Regions from separate parts of the Oryctolagus cuniculus genome. Here region 1 is linked to region 2. A link is a contact called in public Micro-C data. All regions are on one chromosome and are shown on one strand. The core of a region is the stretch at or near the end of the contact, and the rest is flanking DNA. Distances in the headings are between cores, read along the strand shown.

Region 1 (4,047 bases), core at 58-2,557, 360 kb after region 2:
GCACAACTTGTTCCGCTCATTCCCAGGGCCTGTCGTCTCTTCATTCTTTAAATACTCAGTACTTTATCTAATACACGTTGCAACTCTCCGACTATTTCTCTCTTCAACTATTGAGAGCATCACGTGCCTCTTACATGTCTGTAAGTTGGTAAGCAGGTCACTGAGGGCAGGGATGGTTCAAGAGACATTTCCGAGACAAACAGCAGGCAGCAAAGCGGTCAGCCACAGGCCACACGCACGTCCCTGCCCCGCTAAGACTCTGTCACTTAGTGAGGGAGCCATCTCACATCCTGTGAGGTCTGCCAACTGCGACGTCGCCCGACACACTTCTCAGACCATGTCCCCATTATCAAGCCACACACGACTGTGCTTACTTCCAGGTAATTTCAGTAAATTATGTTGGACAAAATATTTTCTATTTTTAAAATGGTTTAATGTTGAAAATAAAACCAGCTGTTTTCACTAAAATGGTAATTTATGAACAAATACTAGTTTGATTGTCTCATTAACCACACTTCCCTTTTTTCAGTGCGCCTACTTTATCCTGACACACTTATGTATTTAAGTTCAAAAGGAGCCACATACTGATCAAATGATGAAATCTTATGGTTCTAAAAGCAGGTTTGAAATGTCATTTCTTCAGTATCTGGCAGACTAGAATTCCTAAAAATTTTAACACACATGCCTATGTACTGGTGTACTGGATGAGGGCAAAAAAAATTCTATTTTTGGAATAATGTGGTTTCTGCAAAGAAAAATAAAACCATCTAAGAGGAGATTGCTAGAATTTCTTTTATTCAGCATGGGATGAAAAAGACCTGCTTTGGAGAAGATGCTGACTAGAATGATAAGCACCAACAAAGCTTTGACTCATGCCATGAAGCTGTCAAATGTCTCACAAATGTGTTCACCAGAAGGTAGTGCAATATTTAAAAAGGTTCATCTTCCATTTTAACAGTAGCACCCAGAAGAAAGCAGAGGCCCCTTAGCACGTAACTCTAGCGCCCTCTAGTGTCCAATTCACAGCATGCCTTTTTGAACTCCTTAACTTCTGTTTAGAGCTGTTTGCAAAGCGGCGCTTTGGGAAGCCACTAGTGTATCTGGAGGCGAAGGCTTCATCAAAGCAGCCCAAGTGCGCGGATTTCACATCTCACCACCAGGTGGAATGCTAAGTACCCCCACATACAGTCTGCCTTGCTCTGGGGAGTCAGCGCCTGCAGCAAACCTCATGAGAACCACACAGGTGAGTGCAGTCTGTAAACATGAGGGCTCCGAAAGGAAACTGCTGGAATCCTTAATCCACAGGCTTGTCACATGGAAAATTTCCACGGGAAGTCGCACGTGGCCTGAGGGTCACCAAGTGTCTCGTGGAGACGGGCCATCATGCAACTGGCTTTATTAAAAAGAAGTCGAGTACATGGGATGAGGGAGGATTTATTGTCAAAATGAGGTTAGCCTTTTCATATGGGTCAGAAATGCAAATATGCCCCTTCAAAGCACACAGATTTAGACCTGATTTTGTATTTAGAGTCCACCCTAACCTGAAATACAAAAGCAAATTAATAACTGCAACTTAATAATTATTCTAATTAAAGGATAAAAGTCTGTAACTTATAAGTAGGCATAAACAAATAAAAATATAAACAAATGAATCTATCATAATACAATGAGTACAAATCCCTGAAGGAAACGTATCCAAATGTTAATAAGGTTTGTATTAAAGCAGTGGAATACTGTGTCATTTTTCTTCCTTGCTTTTTTTTTTCTTTTAGTCACAATAGGGAATTACTCTTATAATAGAGAAAAAGCTCGAAGGAACAACTTGGGAGAGGAGAATGAGTTTGTTTGATCAGGTCTTTCTGAAAATAGAAAATTAGAACAAGGTGGGGGGGGGGGGGCGGGTTGTTCTCTTTCCAAGTCCTCCTAGTTGGTAACTTCTAAGTCCAACTTATTGTTAATGAGAACTTCACTTATTGCCTTTGATCGCCTCCTCATTGTCTAATCCCAAGTCCCAAGTGTGAGAGGCGGCTGCCGCTGCTGTTTCACTGACACAGTTGAGAAACTGACCATTTATGTAATCCCGTTCAGCTGCTTAGCAACAGGAAGGGTGGGGCTCTCAACAGAGGGAAGCTACACAGCCTCTTTCTGCAACGGGGCAAGGAGAAAGGGAGAAGGGGGAACTTGTCCGCGGTCCTGCGCCTCGGTGCTGACGGGACTGCAAAAAGAGAAAACAACTTCCATACCAAGTCCCCAAGGGGTAACTCGAAACAAGAAATGGTCCACATTCTTTGGAGGCGAAACTCTCTAATTATAGTCTTAAGAGTGCCACACGATTAGAATGCCACAAATAGTGCTGTGATGACAAAGAAAACAGAAAGCTCTCTCGGCCCTGGATCTCTAAATGGGTCAACGGGTTTGGCCTCAGCACTCTCCTTAGGGAAAGGGTGTGGCTCAGCCGAGAGTCAGATAAATTCATGCAGACGATTTCTGTGGCTGTAGCCACCCAGGTGGGAACCTACCACATGGCTAATGGCAAGAATGGACCTCCCCCCACCACTGGTGGCCCCTATTACACCTTGCATTGGTAAAAGGCAGGGAAGACTAAGGAGAGAAGTGAGGCATGCTCTGGAGTAGTGAGCACCTCAGCCATATGCTTCCGTCCAAACTTGGAACTGAAGCTACACTCTCGCTACATGATCAAAGGCAGCGGTAGTAGGGGCCTAAGGACTATGTCACCAAGTTGCCTTAGCCTCCCATGCATTCAATTGGAAACTTGGTCGATTTCCAGTACCATCGTGTTTCTTCCCTATGGTGGCCTGCATCACAAATGCAGAAGCAAGAGGTTTCAGTGAACTGAATCAGCCAAAATGATAGCAAGTTTCTATTTTATTTTCCTGAGCAGAATTTAAGAATTTAGTTGGATTAGCCAAGACTGCACAACAAAATAAAACAGAAACCATCATCCACTTAACAGATCTTCTTGTTGCTTAAATTGGTTCATTCTTATTTGTCCCCCAAGTTTTTTCAGCACTTCTTTTTTTTAAAAGATTTATTTATTTATTTATTTGAAAGTTGGAGTTGCACAGAGAGAGGAGGACAGGCAGAGAGAGAGAGAGAGATCTTCCATCCACTGGTTCACTCCCCAATTGGCCAGAGCTGCACCGATCCAAAGACAGGAGCCAGGAGCTTCCTCCACGTCTCCCACATGGGTGCAGGGGCCCAAGATCTTGGGCCATCTTCTACTGCTTTCCCAGGCCATAGAGAGCTGGATCAAAGTGGAGCAGTTGGGACTTGAACGGGCACCCTTATGAGATGCCGGCACTGCAGGCGGCAGCCTTACCCACTACACCACAGCACTTTCTATGGAAAACTGTTCCAAGCACCAAGGTTAATGTACAATAAATAAATAAGGCCATAGAGTCCCCTGCTCTCACAGAGCTTACAGTCATGTTTTGTCTTGCAAACACACACAGATCAAAAAGTAAAAATTAAGATAGATGAGTATGATGAACAAGAACGTGTCAAACTGTGAAACAAATACATCCCAGTGCTAAGGCAGTGATTGGCAGAGAGTGACTGTGCTAGACGGGGTGTCAGGGAGGCACTGCAGAGGCATGGGTTAGGCTGAGGCACAAAAGTTAAGAAGGATTCAGCCATGCACAGAACAGCCCAATCATGAAAGCTTCCAGCCCAGATACAGCACATGCAAAGGCCCTGTGGTAGCAACCTGCTCGATATGTGAGAAAAATAAAATGAAACCTATGAGGCTGGGGTGTTAAAAGGGAAGAGTGATACAAAATGATACAGGAGAATGAGGCAGGACTCCGATCACGTCGGGGCTTTGTAATCCCAGGCAGAGTCTGGATTTTATTGCAAGTGACGTGGGATGCCATTGAGGGATTACAGTGGGAGAGGGAGTGTGCATGACTTTATGTAAGTATGGGGGAGGGAGGGAAGGTGTGTATGACTTTACAATGTCACCTTTGGTGTTGTATAGAATAGTGACTGAAAGGAAAGGTGAATGGGAACAAGGAGATAAAGTCGGGA
Region 2 (4,313 bases), core at 115-2,614:
GGAGAGAGACATGAAATCTAAGTTATTGCTAAGAGTGTAGTAATTAATCACAGACCAGCAGGAACATCAGACCATTTTACGTCCTATGTTTCCTGCCTCTCCTTCATCAAGGCAAGGATTTGGCTCATCTTGTTTAAAAAGCTGTGTGACCCAGGGAAAGCAGCAGCCGGTGAATCCTTTATTCCTGTGACTCTCAGGCATGGGCTGATCTGGTGTAGTGACAGGAGAAAAGCTGTGGCTGAAAAGCTGTGGCATGAGAATTGCCAGATTAAAGACTCAGTTAAAGTCAGGGCTTAACACTCTTAAGTTCATTCCATTTTTAAATATCTTTTAAACGATTATTTTATATAACTGAGGCTAGTTTCTATTTTAAAAGCTGCCATTTAACAGTGCAGTGAATATGACAATATGTTCTTTAAAAAGCAGAAAAGTTAATTTAGGCCTTAAAAATCTTTGACCTAAGTGGTTAAGACACCAATTGGAAAAAAAAAAAAAAGAAAAAAAAGATATCACTTGGGACACCCGTATCCACCCCTATCACAGCGCCTGGGTTTCATATCAGCTCCGCCCTCAATCCCAGCTTCCGGTTGATGCGCACCCTGGTGGCTCACTAGGTTGGGTCTCTGCCACCCACATGGGGGACTCGGATGGAGTTCTTGGCTTCCAGAGGAGGCCTGGCCTAGCCCTGGCTGTTGCAGGCATTTGGGGAGTAAACCAGCAAATGAGAGGGCTCTATCTCTTTCAGTCTCTCTCACACAAAAAAGGTGTAAAAATCAGTATTCCTTTCTACAGGCAATATTTTTGACCTCCGCCACTATAAATTCTTTCTAAAGTTCACAGACACAGTTATCACAGCCAAGTACCTCTGAAATGTCAAAGTGGAAGTCCAGGGTTTTTCCAGGTAATTCTTTAGAAGCGCTGGTCCACACTCGGTGGATTTCTATCTTCGAGAGGTCACTGTGCTGGTAGGAAGGCAACACGAGGCTGGCAGAGCGAGACACCACCAGCTTCAGGATGTTCAGAGCTTCTCGCCAGTGAACGGTCTGCAGGCGACAAAACGTTCCAGGGTGAATCCTACAGCTGACGCACGGCTACAGAAACTTCGTACTCACGGAGTTAACACAGTGCAGGAAATTCCAATATAAGTAAAAGGCAAATGACACAAAAAGACCATTGATGCCTACCATGAGCTGCATTTGGGAGACAAGAAAGAAAGGACCGATTTTGTCCCTATTCCAATAAGTACAAGTTTACAATGATGAGTGCAATGTTTGCTAAGTTTGAAAATAAATAAATAAATGCCTCCAATGAACACTATACAATTGACTGCTCACTGTTTTGCAAAGTTCTCCCTACCTCCAGTTTCCTGGTTTCCCTGACGCTTCTCCTGTGGCCCCGGCTCTTCCTGCTCCATGAGCTGCCTGGGTGTGTGGCTCTCTCTTTTCTTCTCACTTCGTATCTTGCTCATTATCTAGCCCAGGAATCTGAGAGGTGTTCTTAACTCTTCTTTTTACTGCCTTCCCGATAAGTGGTTCCCCGTGCTCCATTCCTGTTGGCCCTGGCTCAGCTGAGGCCTCTGCTGCCTTGCCTGGACTGTTTCATTGGCCTCTCGGGCTTCTATTTTCTGCTGCAGTGGCTCAGACCCAGGAATCTCTCAGAACGCCTCAGGCCATGCCACATTCCTGCCTAACCTGCGTCAAGGGCTCCCTCTGGTGGATGGAGTTGGAGGGGCACCTACACTCACCAAGCTGGCCTGCAGGGGTCATCCTCCCCAGGCGGCCACTGGAGTTCTCCAAACCAAGCAAGCTCTCAGCATCTGCCTCTACTTGTGCTGTGCCTGCATTCTGTACTGCTTTTCCTCAATTCCAACTATTCCTTTGACCGTTTCTTTCTGTCTCCCTGACAACCTCCATTTAGACTGGGGTTCGGGAGAGGTGCTTCTCCTATAAAACCATTGAACACAGATAAACCAACTTGATAAAAGGCATTGCTATTGTTTTTTCTTTGGGTTTTGGAGTAAAAGCACATGAAGTAAAACCCATTTCCTTCAAATTTCGCGAAGGGAGGTCTTGGCGTGGATATGAAATTAGCTACCATGCAAGGTGAGACATTAAGTGCCAGAGATGGCCCACAGAGCCTAAGAAACAGCCCAGTAAAACCATGAAACGATGCACACCATTAGTAGAAAGAAGGGAACTGGCCCTATGTCTCCTGTGAGGGAGATGAGGGGAGAAACTGTTAGTAATGTCTACCACATGGCTTAACTATTACTGGCACAAGGTCACTTGAAAAATAAAATGAGGCTTGGAAACACTTCTAGCATGAAAATAATTTCTGTAAGAAACGTGATTGGTAAAGGTGTAAAGTCTAAGATTTACACTGCATGCGTTTGCCAGGGAGCTTAGAGAAACCCCCACGCTTGCCCTTGAATGCTCCAAGTACACTCTGGAAAGCAAAGAGAGGAACAGACGGGATGCAGAGAAATGGGCGTCTGTGCTGTTGAACTTGTCCTTGCACTGCTCCCAGGGCTGCAGGCTCCCCTTCTCCGGTCTGTGGTCACAGGTTTCAGAATCACCTCCAAGCACTAGAGCTTTGCACATTTCTGATTTATTTCTATTGTACTTTTCCTGGTAGTCTCAAGGCCTGGCTGTGGAGAACCCCTGGGGGTGTCTGTGGCTGCTCACCCAGAGTCCTGCAGCAGGTTGCCTGCTTCAATAAACAAAAGCTCTGGATTTGGATCCCGGGGAGCCTGGGTTCACACACCAGCTCCACCCTTTATTAACTGAGAGCTTGGGGTCCCTCTGTTGTTTTCTCTTGCTTTTAACTTGAGAGATTTCTTTTATTATGAAATATTAAAATACACAAGAGAAATGGAGAAGGTAGTATAATAAACCCTTTGTATCCAGTTCCCACAGGTCTCCCATGTAGGTGTCAGGAACCCAACTACTTGAGCAAACAATGCTGGCTAACCAACGTCCATGAATCTCTCCTTTTGTCACTGTTTTTAATCTCCCCAAAGATTCTGTTTGTTCGCTGGGGTATTTTCAAGCGTATTCATGCAACTTCCCTAACCTTCTTTTTTTCAGCTCTAACGTGGTGATTTTTTAACATCTTCCCAACTCTTCCCATGTTGAGAAACCTGGCCTGGAACCTGGCACACATTTATACAACCCTCCTTTTTCTCCACGTGGGACACTAAAAATACAATCCGGGCTCTGCCCTCCCAGTCAGGTGTGGGTTCAGCCTGGCAGCCCCAGCAGGCAGAACTGCATCCCCTGAAGTTCAGGAATGTGCCAGGGCCTCTCCTTAGACCACTGCTCAGAGTGCGCCATGGCCACGAGGAACGCACGGGGGCCTGGTGCCCCCCACGCTCTGTAGCCAGGGACAGGCTACAGTCTTTCCGGGGTGAAGCTATCCAAATACTCACTTGCACGTATTTCTCAATCGTCTTGAGCACCTCCACGTTGAGCTGCTTGGCAGGAACAACGGACAGGTCCATGTAGCTGAGCAGGCTGTAGATCACCTGCAGGAGGGGCTGCTGCATGCTGGGGAGGCCCTTCTCCAGTAGCTGCGGAAGCCAAGAGCAGCGGGAGTCAGCCTGGCGCACACGGCCACGGGAGCCCTGCCAGCGCCAGCCCCTTTCCCACTGCACATTTCCTCAGTGGGAAAATGGATCCCAACTGCAGGGGAAGCCAAGGTGTTCTCAAGGGCCTGACTGCATGAATCAGTCCACACAATGACGTGTAAGAGAGGAAACCTCACGGAAAGCAGAGAGCACCACTGATTCTCACAAGGAATATGCTGGAATGTGTAATCGGTCAGCTGTACCACTGGCAAAGGTGAGCGATGAGCTCTCCCAACTGCTGGTTCTCTCCCCAGATGCCAGCAACAGCTGGGACTGGGCCGGCTGAAGCTGGGAGCTGCGAACTCAGTTCCCATGGGTCTCCCTGTGGGTGTCAGGAACCCAACTACTTGAGTGAACAATGCTGGCTAACCAGCGCCCACATTAGCAGCGAGCTGGACTCGGGAGCTGAAGCGGGCACCGTGATGTGGTATGCGGATATCTCACTGGTGTCTTAATTGTGCTGGCTAAACGTCCGCCCCCATGGCATTTTTTATAATGCTAAAAAAGGAATCATACACAAAGCAAAGCAAGGAAGCTCCACGGGCAATTTAAATTTTGAACACTAGGGAAATGCATGTAAAAGTTGATGGTAAATTATTTGATGAACTACTATATAGTTAATAGATTAACATTATTAATTATTATTTTTTTTTTTTATTTTTTTTTTATTTTTATTTTTGACAGGCAG

The links. A called contact is a pair of places that touch in the nucleus more often than the background predicts.
Region 1: a Micro-C map of ear pinna shows a contact between it and region 2, with 5 times the contacts expected there. The contact joins two enhancer-like sites. A contact is called at or near these places in 3 of 6 Hi-C or Micro-C datasets (ear pinna, skin fibroblasts and an unstated tissue).

Annotation. Positions count from the first base shown.
Region 1 is chr9:82,423,399-82,427,445 of mOryCun1.1, forward strand. The region is part of intron 1 of FRY (FRY microtubule binding protein); the gene reads right to left. Among named protein-coding and RNA genes, the nearest start is that of FRY, 76 kb to the right of the region's middle. Within about 2 kb of position 1,308, at least 4 of the 8 cell types and tissues checked have an H3K27ac peak or open chromatin away from gene starts, as enhancers often do. A contact at or near this core is called in ear pinna, where this site is marked.
Region 2 is chr9:82,062,612-82,066,924 of mOryCun1.1, forward strand. FRY (FRY microtubule binding protein) reads right to left here. Exons shown (of 63, transcript XM_008273531.4): 48 at 3,428-3,568; 49 at 864-1,043. Among named protein-coding and RNA genes, the nearest start is that of BRCA2, 97 kb to the left of the region's middle. Within about 2 kb of position 1,365, at least 2 of the 8 cell types and tissues checked have an H3K27ac peak or open chromatin away from gene starts, as enhancers often do. A contact at or near this core is called in ear pinna, where this site is marked.